Regions from separate parts of the Zea mays genome. Here region 1 is linked to region 2. A link is a contact called in public Hi-C data. All regions are on one chromosome and are shown on one strand. Each heading gives the region's core, a stretch centred on a gene start, on an enhancer-like site or on the middle of the called end of the contact. The rest is flanking DNA. Distances are from core to core; before and after follow the strand shown. Region 1 holds the start of LOC100280639 (60S ribosomal protein L17). Region 2 holds the start of LOC100216928.

Evidence for each region. Hi-C and Micro-C count contacts between places; a contact is called where the count stands out from the background.
Region 1: a contact with region 2 is called in a Hi-C map of bundle sheath, with 2.6 times the contacts expected there. The contact joins the promoter of LOC100280639 here to the promoter of LOC100216928 in region 2. A contact is called at or near these places in 4 of 25 Hi-C or Micro-C datasets (bundle sheath, ear, leaf and 1 more).

Annotation. Positions count from the first base shown.
Region 1 is chr8:94,938,128-94,944,841 of Zm-B73-REFERENCE-NAM-5.0, forward strand. LOC100280639 (60S ribosomal protein L17) reads right to left here and starts at 3,950. Exons shown (of 7, transcript NM_001374586.1): 1 at 3,813-3,950; 2 at 3,658-3,694; 3 at 3,530-3,570; 4 at 1,495-1,725; 5 at 1,312-1,414; 6 at 1,163-1,230; 7 at 670-1,067. The coding sequence starts at 3,815. The coding sequence ends at 1,035. It overlaps LOC111590052 (small nucleolar RNA snoR74), which reads right to left and starts at 2,035; the gene lies at 1,889-2,035.
Region 2 is chr8:94,252,837-94,259,689 of Zm-B73-REFERENCE-NAM-5.0, forward strand. It overlaps LOC100216928, which reads right to left and starts at 3,838. Exons shown (of 4, transcript NM_001143313.1): 1 at 3,409-3,838. The coding sequence starts at 3,591.

The sequences.
Region 1 (6,714 bases), core at 2,700-5,199, 690 kb after region 2:
GCTAAGAGGCAACCGTTCATGCACTATGCCAAAGGACACGTCCTTTGATTATATAATTAACTACCTAATCTCTCTAATCATGTTTCGTAAAAAGATGTCTTGTTGTAGAAGAGATTACCACGTAGAGGTGTCTATTTGAGGAGACATCGTTTCATAAATCGGACAATAAGCTAGGATGGCTCAAGGTCAAGATAGAGAACCAATCAGCCCCTTAAGGCCTTGTTCAATTGCGTTAAAACTGAAGATTATTGATGGAGATCAAATATCTTTCTATTTAATTTTAACTCGTAAGGAATTTAATCTCCAATCCAATCCTAACCAAAAGCCCTAAATGTTGGCCTTCTATTGCCCGTGAACGTCACGGCTCCCATTGTCTCCCTGTCGCAGAGCTCCCCCGGCCTGGCCTCACTATTGTAGAGCTCCCCTCGCCATACTATTGTTGAGCACACAATGCTACCGTTGAGTAATAAATAACTACGATAGTAGTTATTGTCAAGACTAAGTTAAATATAAAATAAAAATCATGTTGGCAATACCACACCAGCAAATAAAAACGTCCCATGTTGCTAGCATTAACATGCGCTGCATCTCTTAACAAATTTATGCAGTAACTATATTTCAAAATTTATGTAAAAAAATATACATTTTTAAGGATCGACCGCTCGTGCATTTAACTCATAAATCAATAGAGAAACGTTATAATACAGCCCAAATTGCTTCAGAACATACAATCGCCCAATATGTCCAAAACAGGTGCGGCCAAGGGCGTACCGTTTTACAGGATGCAACAACCAAAGCCTTAAGTTTGGGAGTTTGGGACAAGCGTCATCAACCAAGGCAACTGAACATGAGCATTGGCATACCATGGGCATAAAAATGAAACAATCCAGAGACAATTCTCAGGGCCAGTGAATTCCAGGCTGTGATCCATGTGATAAAGCACTTGCAAACAATACTCAGGTAAACAATATGGGACGACAAATAATCAGCCAAAATCTTCACTCAGCCAATCATAGAAGGTATGTTCCCATTCTCTAAGCATTCCTGGTTGCGATCTGAGACTCAGCCTGACGAGGAAACGAATGACCACAATAGCACAACAACATTAATCCCACGCTTTCAGTCAGATAATCAGGTGCAAACAGTGTACAAAACCAAATACCTCTTTCTTCACGGGCTCTTCCTTCTCTGACAAGATGAGTTCGATGTGGCACGGGGAGGACATGTAAGCTGCACCAGGTAGGTAGGATCTTAAGCTGCAAATAGTAACCTGTTCATAGCATAGCGAACTTCAACTTCAGACTGACTTACGGTTGATGCGCCCATGAGCGCGGTAGGTCCTGCGCCGCTGCTTCTGAGCCTGGTTCACTTGAATGTGTGACACATAGAGGGTATCGACATCAAGACCTTTTACCTGCAGCAGAGAAACTCACATAATTAGCATAACATTACAGAAGCAAAGATAGGTCTGACAGGGACAGTATAATTGTAAACCTCAGCATTGCTCTCAGCATTCTTGAGAAGGTCTAGAATGAATCTAGCAGATTTGACAGGCCAGCGTCCCTGCCCATTTGAGTGACGAGACTTAGCCTGAGCGGTACGTCCAACACCGCCACAATACCTGCGGAACGGGATGGCCTGCTTGTGGGCAATCACATCCTCAAGGTACCTTTTGGCCTTGGTGAGTGACAACTTCCTAAGGGCAAAAGCTGTCTCACGGGTGTTCTACAAGTATGACAGGAGCATTAACAAACACCAAAATATGTCAACATCATATCAAAGAACGAATGGCGTCAGCAACTGAACAATATTGTGTGCCATCATATGAATGAACACAGAAATTATCACAATCATTATCACACCCCAGCTAAGAAATATGTGAAAATTCGAATGTGCCATCATTTACAGAACCAATTGACATAGAATTTTCCAACACATGGACAAAATCAACGGTTCACCCAATAACAATGATCATGGTGTTCCTAAAGTTTAGAGGGATACTCTGCCAGTATATACCACAACATCGTGTTTTTTTCCTTAAGATATTCAACTACAGAGACCAACACTACGAACAGTAGAGCACTGTGCAACTGCGCTTAATGAAGTTATCAATGAGAAAACTTCAATAAAGTCTAATTTTCCTTCAGCACACAAACATAACCATTTACTTCAATATCAGACAGTTCATTTGACAGCATATATACCACAGGAAATGCATGCAATTCAACCACAGCATAGCTTACACAGAAGCAACAGATAATTCACCAAATAAACAAACAAAATGGCATTACTTACTAATCTAATTGGAACCAAGTTGCTACACCTGGTCCACCCAGTAAAAACAAATCTGGCATTCTAAAGGTTTACCAGTATATGTATATGTGAGCACATTATTTTGGCGCCAGCCGCCAGGTGCCTTATGCTGCCATAATTACAGACTCACTAAAAGAAAAAACTCAAGTAGACATCACTTATACTAATCTAATTGGAATCATGTCGTGAAACCTGGTCCAACCAATAACAATGAAGTTTAGCATTCTAAAGGTTACCAGGATATGCAAGTACATTCTTTTGGTACCTGGTGCCTTACTGCCTTACAAATAAGATGTTGCAGTTAGAGAGATTCACTAAAAGAAGAAACTCAAGTAGATGTAATTCAAGGAGGGCTGGAATTTGTGCAAATCAAACTAACTCAAATTTGACTAAATTTATAGTGAATAGTATTAACATTTATGTCTCTAATACCACAAAAATATATTTAATGATTAATTTAATGGTACTTATCTTGTATTATAAATGTAACTTATGTAAGTACTTTTTTATTTAACATCCATCAAACTTCAAATCATTTTACTCCATGGAAAGTGTGAATTGCATCCTTTTGTGGGAGGGAACACAGCATTAGTTTGGTGAATTCAGTCTCATGCTTCCAAAAGCATCTACATAAGAACAACGAAGCCAACCGTAAACAGCATTACTGAAAGGAATAACAACAATAAAAAATTGGTGACACATGATCGGTGATACCATGAGTCAAACGGCATACACTACTTAGGGTAAAGAGGAACTTCAAGATGTACAGTATCTAAAGACTAAGGCGTTGTTTGGATGCCCACGTATCCACCTTAATCCATATGGTGTTAAGAGTGATTTGGTGTGGAATTTAAATTCCACAACAAACAACCCGCCCTAAGGCCTTGTTCGTTTCTGTCGGATTGGTGGGTCGGAATGATTCCTAAACGGATTGCTTCTCTAATTTATATAAACTTTGATTAGCTGGAACGATTCCGGGTGCAATCCGACGGAAACGAATAAGGCCTAAGGCAATAACCGAACGCGGCAAAAAAATGACAAAGCATATCATAAGATCTCTTGAAACAGGCTATAACCGAACGCAGCAAAAAAAATGACACAGACATATCATAAGATCTCTTGAATAGGATCTCGATCGGGAAGCAGGTAGGACACAAACATATCATGAGATCTCTTGAACAGAATCTAGGTCGGGAGGCAGGTAGGAATCTCTCACCTTGAAGTGAACACGTAGGTCACGGCCCATGGCCTTGGTTGCTGCATCGAAATAAAGAGAACCACACGCGAATCAGAAAGCCAGCAGATGCACAAATGGATATGGATACCCTCCGTAGAAAAACTTACACTTGGTGGGGTTGGTTGGCTCCGTCGAATATTTCACCTGGAACCAGAAACAAGGCCCGTTGCACGTCAGGAGTTCGCAAGGGCGACGCCAAATCCATGGCTGCAGGGCAGCGAAGATGCAACAGGCGAGAGAGTAAGGGGGAGGGAGATCTTACCATGGCTGCAGCCGGCGAGTTGGGGGGTCCTCAAGGCGGTGTTGAGATGCTCCTGCGGAGGGAGCGGGAGCCAAGGTTAGAGAACGAAGCGGCGGCGGTAGGAGCGCGAGAAATTGTGTACATGCAACTATGCAAGCCAACTACTGGGCAAAAACCCTAGCGGCTTCGTTATGGGCCGAGCCGCTCGAGCTTGGCCCACGTTCATCCAAGGAAAAAGAACCAGTTTATATCTTCCTTGTCTAAAGTCTTAAAAGACGCTCGGTTTTGGAGCGCTCTAAGTGTTTCGCGTAGGGATGGCAATTTTACCCGCGGGTTCGATTTCAGGTACGAATTTGTACCCGCGGGTCTTGCCCCTATGGATATTTTTGTCGTCCGCGGGTTACCCATGGATATCCGTAAAAACTAAAAACCTAGTGCGTATGTATCATAAAGACTTGAAGTGTTTCCATATTATGTTTTGTATGCTTGTGTTGACACATAATTCATGAAGACTTGTTTGAAGTGTTCCCTGTACGCATAAGTTTTCTAGATTTTTTGCTGGTTATAATTATATTTTCTGGAAAATTTCGGTATTGTTTTTAGATATATATATATATATATATATATATATATATATATATATATATATATATATATATATATATATATATATATATATATATATATATATATATATATATATATATATATATATATATATATATATATATATATACCTGCGGGTACCCGATACCCGCCCGATACCCGACGGGTACAATTTTTAACCCGCGGGTACAGTGCGGACGGGTATGTCTAATACCCACGGGTACGGTCGCGGACGTATATTTGTTATACCCGACCTGAATCCGACCCGCTGTTATCCCTAGTTTCGTGTGTACTTTTCCAACCACAGCTGCAGAGCGTGTGAGTACGGGACAAAAAGGCTAACCAGGAAACACATGTACCCTTGTACCAGTCACAGCCTGACGCGTGACAACACGGTTGTGAGAAAAAACACGAGACCTAGGTTGCCTGTTCTTACCCTTCTCACCTTCTCTCTCATCTCCCTTTTCCTCTTCACTCTCCATCGTCACCAAAAATATGTCTCCCTATCCAAGCGATTCGCCGAAGGAACCGCCCACGATGGCGCCGATCCACCGTGTGCACAAGACGGGTCTGCCTCGAGCTTCGCGCTGGTAGGTCGGTCTTGTGATGGCTCCTCGCCGTCAGCGCAGGTGCGGGGTGGCGACGACTGCGGGTCTTAGGCGACACCGTCACAACCACTGCGTCCGCACCGTCCAGAAGTGACGCCTCCACCTTCCTCTACGCGCAGACGCCAATTCGACCACCTTCCTCGCCGACACCCTCAGCCTCAAGGAGAACGAGGTGTGTGTCTCGCGTTCATGAAATCCATCGTGCCTGGTGGGATTGCATTCAAGATGTACTTCTCTGTCAAGAGAAATGGCATGGGATATGGTTTGTATCTCGATTCTTCTGTGTGCGTCTAAGTAGGTCGTGGTCATCTGTACAGGCTAAAGATTGGTGCCTTCTTCCAATCTCCCCCTATATTAGTTCCCCACCCTCTTCGTCTTCCATTTGTATATTGGAGACCTATATCTGAGATATCACCAGGTCTATCTTTTCATTGCAGACCTCATTGATTTTTTCTGTCATCTGCCACCGTTGTAATGGAATTGCTGCTATAGATGCCGTTTGTGACCTGACTCTCGACTAGGCCTCCGTGGATACATGTTTGTTTTGCTACCGACAACTACTTTTGTATCGTGTTCACCTACTTGTTGGGTGTTGTTTTTCGATTCATGATCAAGACACCCTTTTGGGTCGCCCTGCACCTGTAGTTACTTCCACAAGCTAGCTTGTTCAAGCCAGAGGATAGCGATACAGGATGAAAAATATATGTCGTACCTACAGGTATAACAAAGAAAGTTGTCATCAAAATGTAAAATAGTGAGATCATGAGCGCCATTTCTAATGTCATAGACCTATGTAGTTTTCAGACACCTTTTGAGTTAGTTTTTTGCGTTGGTCTGAGCAAACCACATAATAGCATACCATTCTGGTTTCAAACTACTAGAAATGGTACTAAGTACATGCTAAAAATAATAGGCTTTTAAGACCAACTCCAGCAGTTTACCCATACTCATATGGGGTGGGATGGGTAGATTGCCTTTCCGTAGAATTATGGGTAACCTGACGCTTCGTCCAACAGTTTACCCAAACGGATATCCATATGCTGGCCGGTACGTTTGGCGGGGTGGCCATGAAAATATTCTCTTTCTACACCCGCACACGCACCTCCGCCTCCCACACTGCAGCTTCCCCTCCCATACCACAATTCTCGTCTCCTTCCCACACCGTAGCTCCGCCTCCGCCTCCGCCTCCATCGATGGGCGCATTTAAACTACAGCGGGACAGCGAGTAGCGGTGCATGAGCGCTTCTCCGTCGAAGCTTGGACCCTGGAGCTGAGGTGGCCGCATCTCAGATGTGGCAAGTTTCTCTGACTCAAAGTGGACCTCTTCAGTCAGTTTTTCGCTGGTTTGAGCAACCCATAAAATAGTGTACCATTCGTTTCAATGGATGTCTTCCGTAAGGCTGTCTCCAGCAACGTCCTCTATATCCATCCTCTATATCCGTCCTTTACAGTCTCATCTAAAAGATTACATCCTCTATATCTCCTTCTTCTCCAACAACGTCATCTAAATCACGTCCCCTATACGCAAATACCTATATTAGAGACATTTTTATTTTTATTTTTTATACATACATATTTATCATACTCTCAAATGTATTGTACATATTTTAGTTTTGCTAAACCGGTTATTTAGTTATTTAAAGTATTCAAAATGATAGATGACCGTTTAAAGAAACTCTATATATAGAGAATCCAGCAGCGTCCTCTAA
Region 2 (6,853 bases), core at 2,588-5,087:
TCGCGCTGCTTCTTCAGAGATGAAGTTGTGCGTGCTGCCGGAATTAAGGAGCGCGATGAGGGACGTGGCTCCGAGCGTCATGACGAGTTGCATGGTGTCCGCCATGGGCACCCCTGCGAGGGCCTGTAGGGAGAAGCAAGCTGCCTCTTTGTCAGCCCCTGCATGGCGTCTTCGGCGTCGTCGATCTCCACCCTATCAACAAAGAAAATGCGCCTGCAAAATCTGTTGTGGCCATGGGAGTATTTCTCGTCACAGTTAAAACAGAGCCCAAGACGACGTTGCTCTGTCTGTTCCTCCAGGGTCAGTCGTCGCTGGTTGCCGACACCGAGGGCCGGGGGGCGCCGATCGGTGGCACCAGAAGTGCGAGCGGCTAAGGGGGCGCGGCACCAAGGCCGGGAGAAGACCGCGCGGGGCTGGGCGAGATGGAGCCAGCGCCTACCTAGTGATCTCCATCAATCCAATTTGGCGGCCAGGCTCATCGCCACCGCGAGTGACTCCGGGTTGTGGATGCGGACCGCATGGCTCAGCGGTGGTAGCAGACCGCCAGTGTACAGCTGGACGCGCTGGATCTCATCCAGTCGACCCGCGCGAGGAAGGAGGGCCTAGAAGCGGTTCGAGTACTCCTCCACGGTCCCGGAGCGCCGGCACTCGGCTAGCTCAAACATCGGCGCCGAGCGGAGGGGCGGCCCGAACCGCAAGTTGAGGAGGTCCTTGAAGCAGCCGCAGCACAGTTGGATGTACCACAGTTGGGCCACGTCCTCGAGATTGTAGGAAGCCATCCATACCTTCTCCTCCGGCATGGTTCGCTGTTGATGGAAATATGACTCACAACGGTTGATGAAGATCAGCGGGTCAAACTTGCCATCGTAGCGTGGGAAATCCATCTTATAGAACCTGCGCGGGCGATCATTGTGGTGCTCGCCGGGCGGTTGGCAGTGGCCTGCGGACGCCGACAGCTCGACAGTCAGGGCCAGGATTGCCCTTGCGTTGGCCTCGACGGTGGCTTGGAGGGTTTGTACGGCCTTGGTGAGGTTCTCGACGGTGGTCTTGAGGTCGTCCCCCATGGTCGGCGCGGCGTAGGAAGTAGCAGAGCCTGGTGAAGAAGGGTTGATGGCTGATGATGGCGAAGTGGGTGGCGCAGGCGAGGATCGCCGGGATCGTGATACCAGGTTGTCAAGGGCGTCAAACCCCTGACTGGCCAGACCACAGCTACGTAGCTCATAGTCGTCGTCCGTCTTCTCCAGTGAGGATCAACACCTCAACCGCAGGCTTGAGAGAATAGTAGTAGTGTAGGAGATAGTTTATTGCTTGCCTCCTCCCTGTGGTTTACAAGGATATATATAGCCCTCAGCCCATTAATTTAGGAGCTGATAATAGGAAAGACCCCACTACTTTGGTAACTAATAAAAAGGAAGGAACAGCCCCCCAATCTAGGAGCTAATAATAGGAAGGAATCAGCCCACTAATTTAGGAGCTAATAATACGAAGGAATCAGCCCACTAATTTAGGAGCTAATAATAGGAAGCTATCTCTCTTTCCTAGTTAGCCACTTTCCCTGCCTTCCTGTTCACTCGTGCCTGCTGTGCGCACCGCGTGCTCCGCTACGCGTCGCACATCCCGTGCCCGACACCTCGTGTACGTCTGGCCTCTGGACATGACACTGCAGTGTAAACTAAGCAGCATAGTTCCGCATGACTGAACGCAGCACACAACCTTTCATTAAAACATGCACAAGTTCAACCAAGCAAGAATAGCACAACTCAACTAAAATAAAAGTGTAATTGAATACAGCACACATCCTGGTGAATTACTTAGACATGGAGAATGAAAAAAGTAGCACTTAAAATACCAAAATGAAGTAATGAACCCAAATGAAACAAGCAATAGTGCACTATGTAATTTGCATAGTACAGTTCTTATAGTTAGTCGTTGGTATGCATTTCCTTTTCACATGGCATAGAAATAATGGGACACTGGAAACGAAGAGGTCTAAGGTCTAATTCAACAAAGTAATGGACTTGCCTTAGGGCAAATAAGGCCCTAAGCCTTTGAACCGGTTTTTCAAGTATAAGAGACAACTAAGAAATTGCATGATACAACTCTGAGCCCCTAAATCATTAATGTAGTTAAGAGACAATATATAGAGAGACTCGTGCAGAGACAGACTCTATTACTTTTTTCACTTAACCCCCTAAAGACCCCTCAAGGGACTCCATATTAAATAGGGTTGGCTGTAATGCCCTTATGAAAGGTTGCTCAATAAGCAACAAAACATTAAAGGCACAAAAGAAACCACGAAATTCACTTAGGCATGTACAACCCTAAGAGCATGGTGCGGTTTTTAAGTAAAAGACACAGCTAAGACACATGTAGATACAATGGGTGTTTGTATACCTTGTGTCTTATTCAATAAAAAAATACTAAGACATGACTCATTTATATGGATTGTACTAGTGAAGTTATGTCTTGAGCTTAGAAAACTGAGCCAGAGGTGTGTCTTGGTGAAGCATTAATATACATTGTACATGCCCTTAGGCATTCTCGATGAGAGCTTCATTGCATTATTTCCAATACTACCACATCATCAAGAGTGAGATGAAATAAAGAATGTTTCATTACACTCTCAATACAAAGTTTCACTTCACAATTTCATAGACTACAATGTCAATTAAATGTTGCATCTAAATAGCCAATACAAATGTATGAAATGAATGAAGATGAAACAAATTGCTCTCAATAGCGGTTTCATGCATTTTCCAATGTTTTGGAAATAAGTTGACACAGTTTCACCAATGTCTTGAAAATGAGTTGACACGGTTTCATGGTGATGAAACTACTTTCATCCATTTCATAATAAATATAGTGTTATATCATCTAAAAAATTTATGTGCCATTCTAATTAATGTATGAAACTTCTCGTAAAACTATGCATTGAGAATGGCCTTAGGATTTTATTTGCTCATAAATGGCATGGAATTGCAAAGGCTGCTCCGTGGTACAACAACCCGTGTACCCTCTAATCCGGAGAGGAAATATACTTATTATGTGTTTGGTTTGAGGTCAAAGTAGGATGAGTTAGGAGCGACACTGTCCCCTCAATTTTTTAGGATCACGTCGCCACCAAAAACTACTCCAAGGTACCTCGCCCCTACGGACTATCATCCAAACACTAGGCCGTCTCATTCCATCCCTCCATATACATCCAACCAAACACACTGATAAGCAACACCACAAACCTCGCAGTAAACCAAAAATCGTAAAAGAAGCGTCCCTCCTCCACATCGTTCACAATGGAAGTCCCAACCACGCGGTGGTGGGAAAACAACCGAGAAACCCTTCGGAGCGCCACATCGCAGCGCTTGATAAACAACAAAGCCGGTTGCAAATACTTCAGCCGAGAACGCGCACCTTGTGCCGAGTGAACCGGCGAGGCCGGGGTTGCGGGTGACCGGCCGCCAGGCGCGGCCGGCGCGGGGAGCCGGGCGACGAGAGCACCCAAAGACACGGCGGGGACGAAGAGGCTGATGAAGAGGCTCCGGATACGACTGACAACGGCGCGAGGAAGCGGCGTGGAAGGAGAGCGTCGGCCATCGGTGGGTTCACCCTCCGGGCGCCCGCTAGACGGCCGCCGCTCTAGGCGCCGGCGCAGGGAGCATCCAAGTGCGGGAAGGCGCGCACGAGCGCGGAGAAGCTACTGGTGACTTGGTGAGGCGTCGGCTTCGGCCGCCTCTCCGCTGTGCTTCTTCGTCGGGGACGGGGAGGGTGTGGTGGAGATGTTGCTGGCTGACGGATGCCGTCTGGCGTCGCCGTGGACGGAGAGATTTGGGTAGCGGAAATGATGCTACACGAGAAAGCCCATGAGACTGTCACGGGTGACTGATGACTGGGCCAGAGTTTGGATTAGCGGATCCGATGCCCCCCCCCCCCCCCCCCCAATTTGCAAATTAGCAACAAGAACTACTGCTGCCTCCAGCAAATTACCAAAAAGGCACCTCAATAAAAAACTGTCATTTAGGCTATCTTTAGCGGCAACGACTGTTGTGCAAGCAGTATTTCTGTGCAAGCGTGCAAGCAAACCATCTGATCCGTTAGATCGTGATCCAACCGTAGGTCACATTTAATACTTAAACCCTTCCACCACTGGCTCAATAATCTTTATAAAAAAACCCCTAACAAACTATGGTTGTATCTGTGGTTGGATCACGATCTAACGGATCAGATGGTTTACTTGCACGCTTGCACAGAAGGATTGCTTGCACAGCAGTCGTTGCCATCTTTAGCGGTCTTAGTTCAGCTTTCTAATCCAACTTCGTTGTCAAAAATTTAAAATCCCAATCAAATGGATGTCAACAAAATATATTCCTGAAAACACAACAGTTTAACTTTCTGATCTTTGGGCTTGTTCTTTATTAGGTTGGATAGCCCTCAACAAGCTTTTCGAAAAGTCCAAGATCACCGTAGAGTTCGAGTCAATAGTTATAGCATTTTTTGTGAAGCCCGTTGTATAGCGACAGTGTCATGTAGACAAGCGGTAGTGTCGGACATGTACAGCTCCAAACGGCTAGTTTTGAACCCAATGGATAATTTTGGACCTAGGGGTATGTATACCCATCTCATGCCCAGGGGCCTGCTGGTTTCCAGAATATATAAAACTCATCCAAAGCATTTGTGAGCCCACTCTAACTACTCTCTTTGTAAGAGTGAATAATTTCTGTGTGATTAGAGAGTGATTATTGTGTGATTAAGAGCTAGAGAGCAAATTAAGAGCAAGATAACCTTGAGCATTTATCAAGCTTTGTCAACATTCATTTTGCATTTACTACTCTTGGAAGGAAAGCCTACTAGATGATTAGGTATCAAAGTCTATAACTACCCGATATCTTAGTGGAGATCTTAGCTCATCACCTCGGTGGTGAGTTAGAGAAGAGTGAGTTGAAAGAGACTCCAAAGTTGTTTCGGCTTCCTCAACAACGTAGACGTAGGCAAACCTTTTGCGAGCTGAACCACAAGATAAATCACATGTCTTCATCTTATCTTTTGAATTGCATTACTAGCTTTCCGATCGATATTCTTGGCTACACATGTTGATGAGTGTAGGTAATTACTGGACTTGCCACTGAACATCACCAAATCCATATCCATGTATTGCTTGCAGGCATAGCTGCTGTTTGAGCATTCTACATCGAGAATCAGTACCGCACGCCAAGCGATAGTGTTGGGCAAGTTCCTGACAGTAGGTTTGAGTTTCATCTTAAACACACATTTCACTGCATCCTTGTTGTTCAATGTGTTTTGCTTAAGTTTAGTTCATATCATCTATGATTTTATATTCATATATTGAAAGTTGCCTAGAGGGGGGTGAATAGGCAAGTTAAAACTTTTTCAACAAAAATTAGAAGCAAACTGGGTAAAACTGAATTGATCTTGAAATTCACCCAGTTAACTTTGGAAATGAGATGTTCTAAATGATCCACAGGGTTCAAAGTAGTAGATCTGAGAAGGGCACTTCTCAAAATCCACACACTAAAAAGATATAAACAAATCTTTCACGGAATGGTGAGAGAACGAAGAACACAAACAAACACAATGAGCAAGAACACAAGAGACACAAGATTTATCCCGAGGTTCGGTCACACCACCAAGGTGCCCTACTTCCTCGTTGAGGCGCCCACAAAGAGCCGGGTCTCTTTCAACCCTAATCCTCCCTTTGCCGACCACAAAGGTCAAGCTCACACACTAATCTTTGCTCAAACGAGCGGGTAATACAAACTTTCTTGTGGTCTTCCACAAGATTTGGAGACTCACAAGAGACACCTAGTCGTCTAGGAGCTAGAAGCTCCAAGAGTAATGAATCCACAAAGAACTCGATGTAGTACCAAAGCTCGAATGAAGAAGAAGAGCAAGAGAGATTTAGAGATGAAGCACAAAACCACAGCTCTCAAGCTCACTCAAAGATTTCTCTCCAAAGATTTGAAATGGGAGAGGCAAGAGATGTGTGAGAGAGAGAGGGAGGTGTTTCTTGGGTTAGAAATGGAGTTCAAATCGTGCTCACTGCTGTGGGGTGAGAGGTAGGAGTGAGTATATATAGGTGGAGCTCAAAACTAGCCGTTTGGGCAGATTTTTCTGCTTGAGACCGGTTGAACCGCCCCTAGGGCGGTTGAACTGCCCCTGGCAGGCCTGGCAGCCTGTCTTCCAGTCTGACTGGCAGACTAACGCGTAGACTGACCGCAGACTGGTCAAAGTTGACCAACACCGGTTGAACTGCCCAGGGGGGCGGTTGAACCGCCCCTGACAGCTCCTGGCGACCTGTTTGCCAGTCTGACTGGCAGACTGCAGATCAGAGGTCAGAGGGGTCAGAGACCAGCTGAACTGCCCCTCAGGACCAGTTCAACCGGTCTTGACTAGTGAGTTTAGGAGAGAAAACCCCAGCTCAACTGCCCGGAGGCAAGTTCAGCTGGTGTATGGTCAAAGAGGTTCACAGCTAAAGTTGAGTTCAGCTGAAGTTGAGAAAGCTCAACTCAGCTGAAGTTCAGCTCAGCTGAAAAGCTCAGCTGCAGCTGAAGAAGCTCAACTCAGTTGAAGTTCAGCTCAGCTGAAAAGCTCAGCTGCAGCTGAAGAAGCTCAACTCAGCTGAAGTCAAGTTCAGCTGGAAAGCTCAGCTGCAGTTGAAGAAGTTCAGCTGCTTTTCAGCAATAACACTCTAGGTTTCTCAACCCTAACCACGGTCAACCATAGAACGTTAAAGAGATTTTTGCTTTTCAAAAATAGCTTTTGAATAGAGAGGTTTGAGCTTTGGCAAACACCAACCTTCTTTTGGATCCCCCTTTATAGTACGACGATTCCTATACTCAAG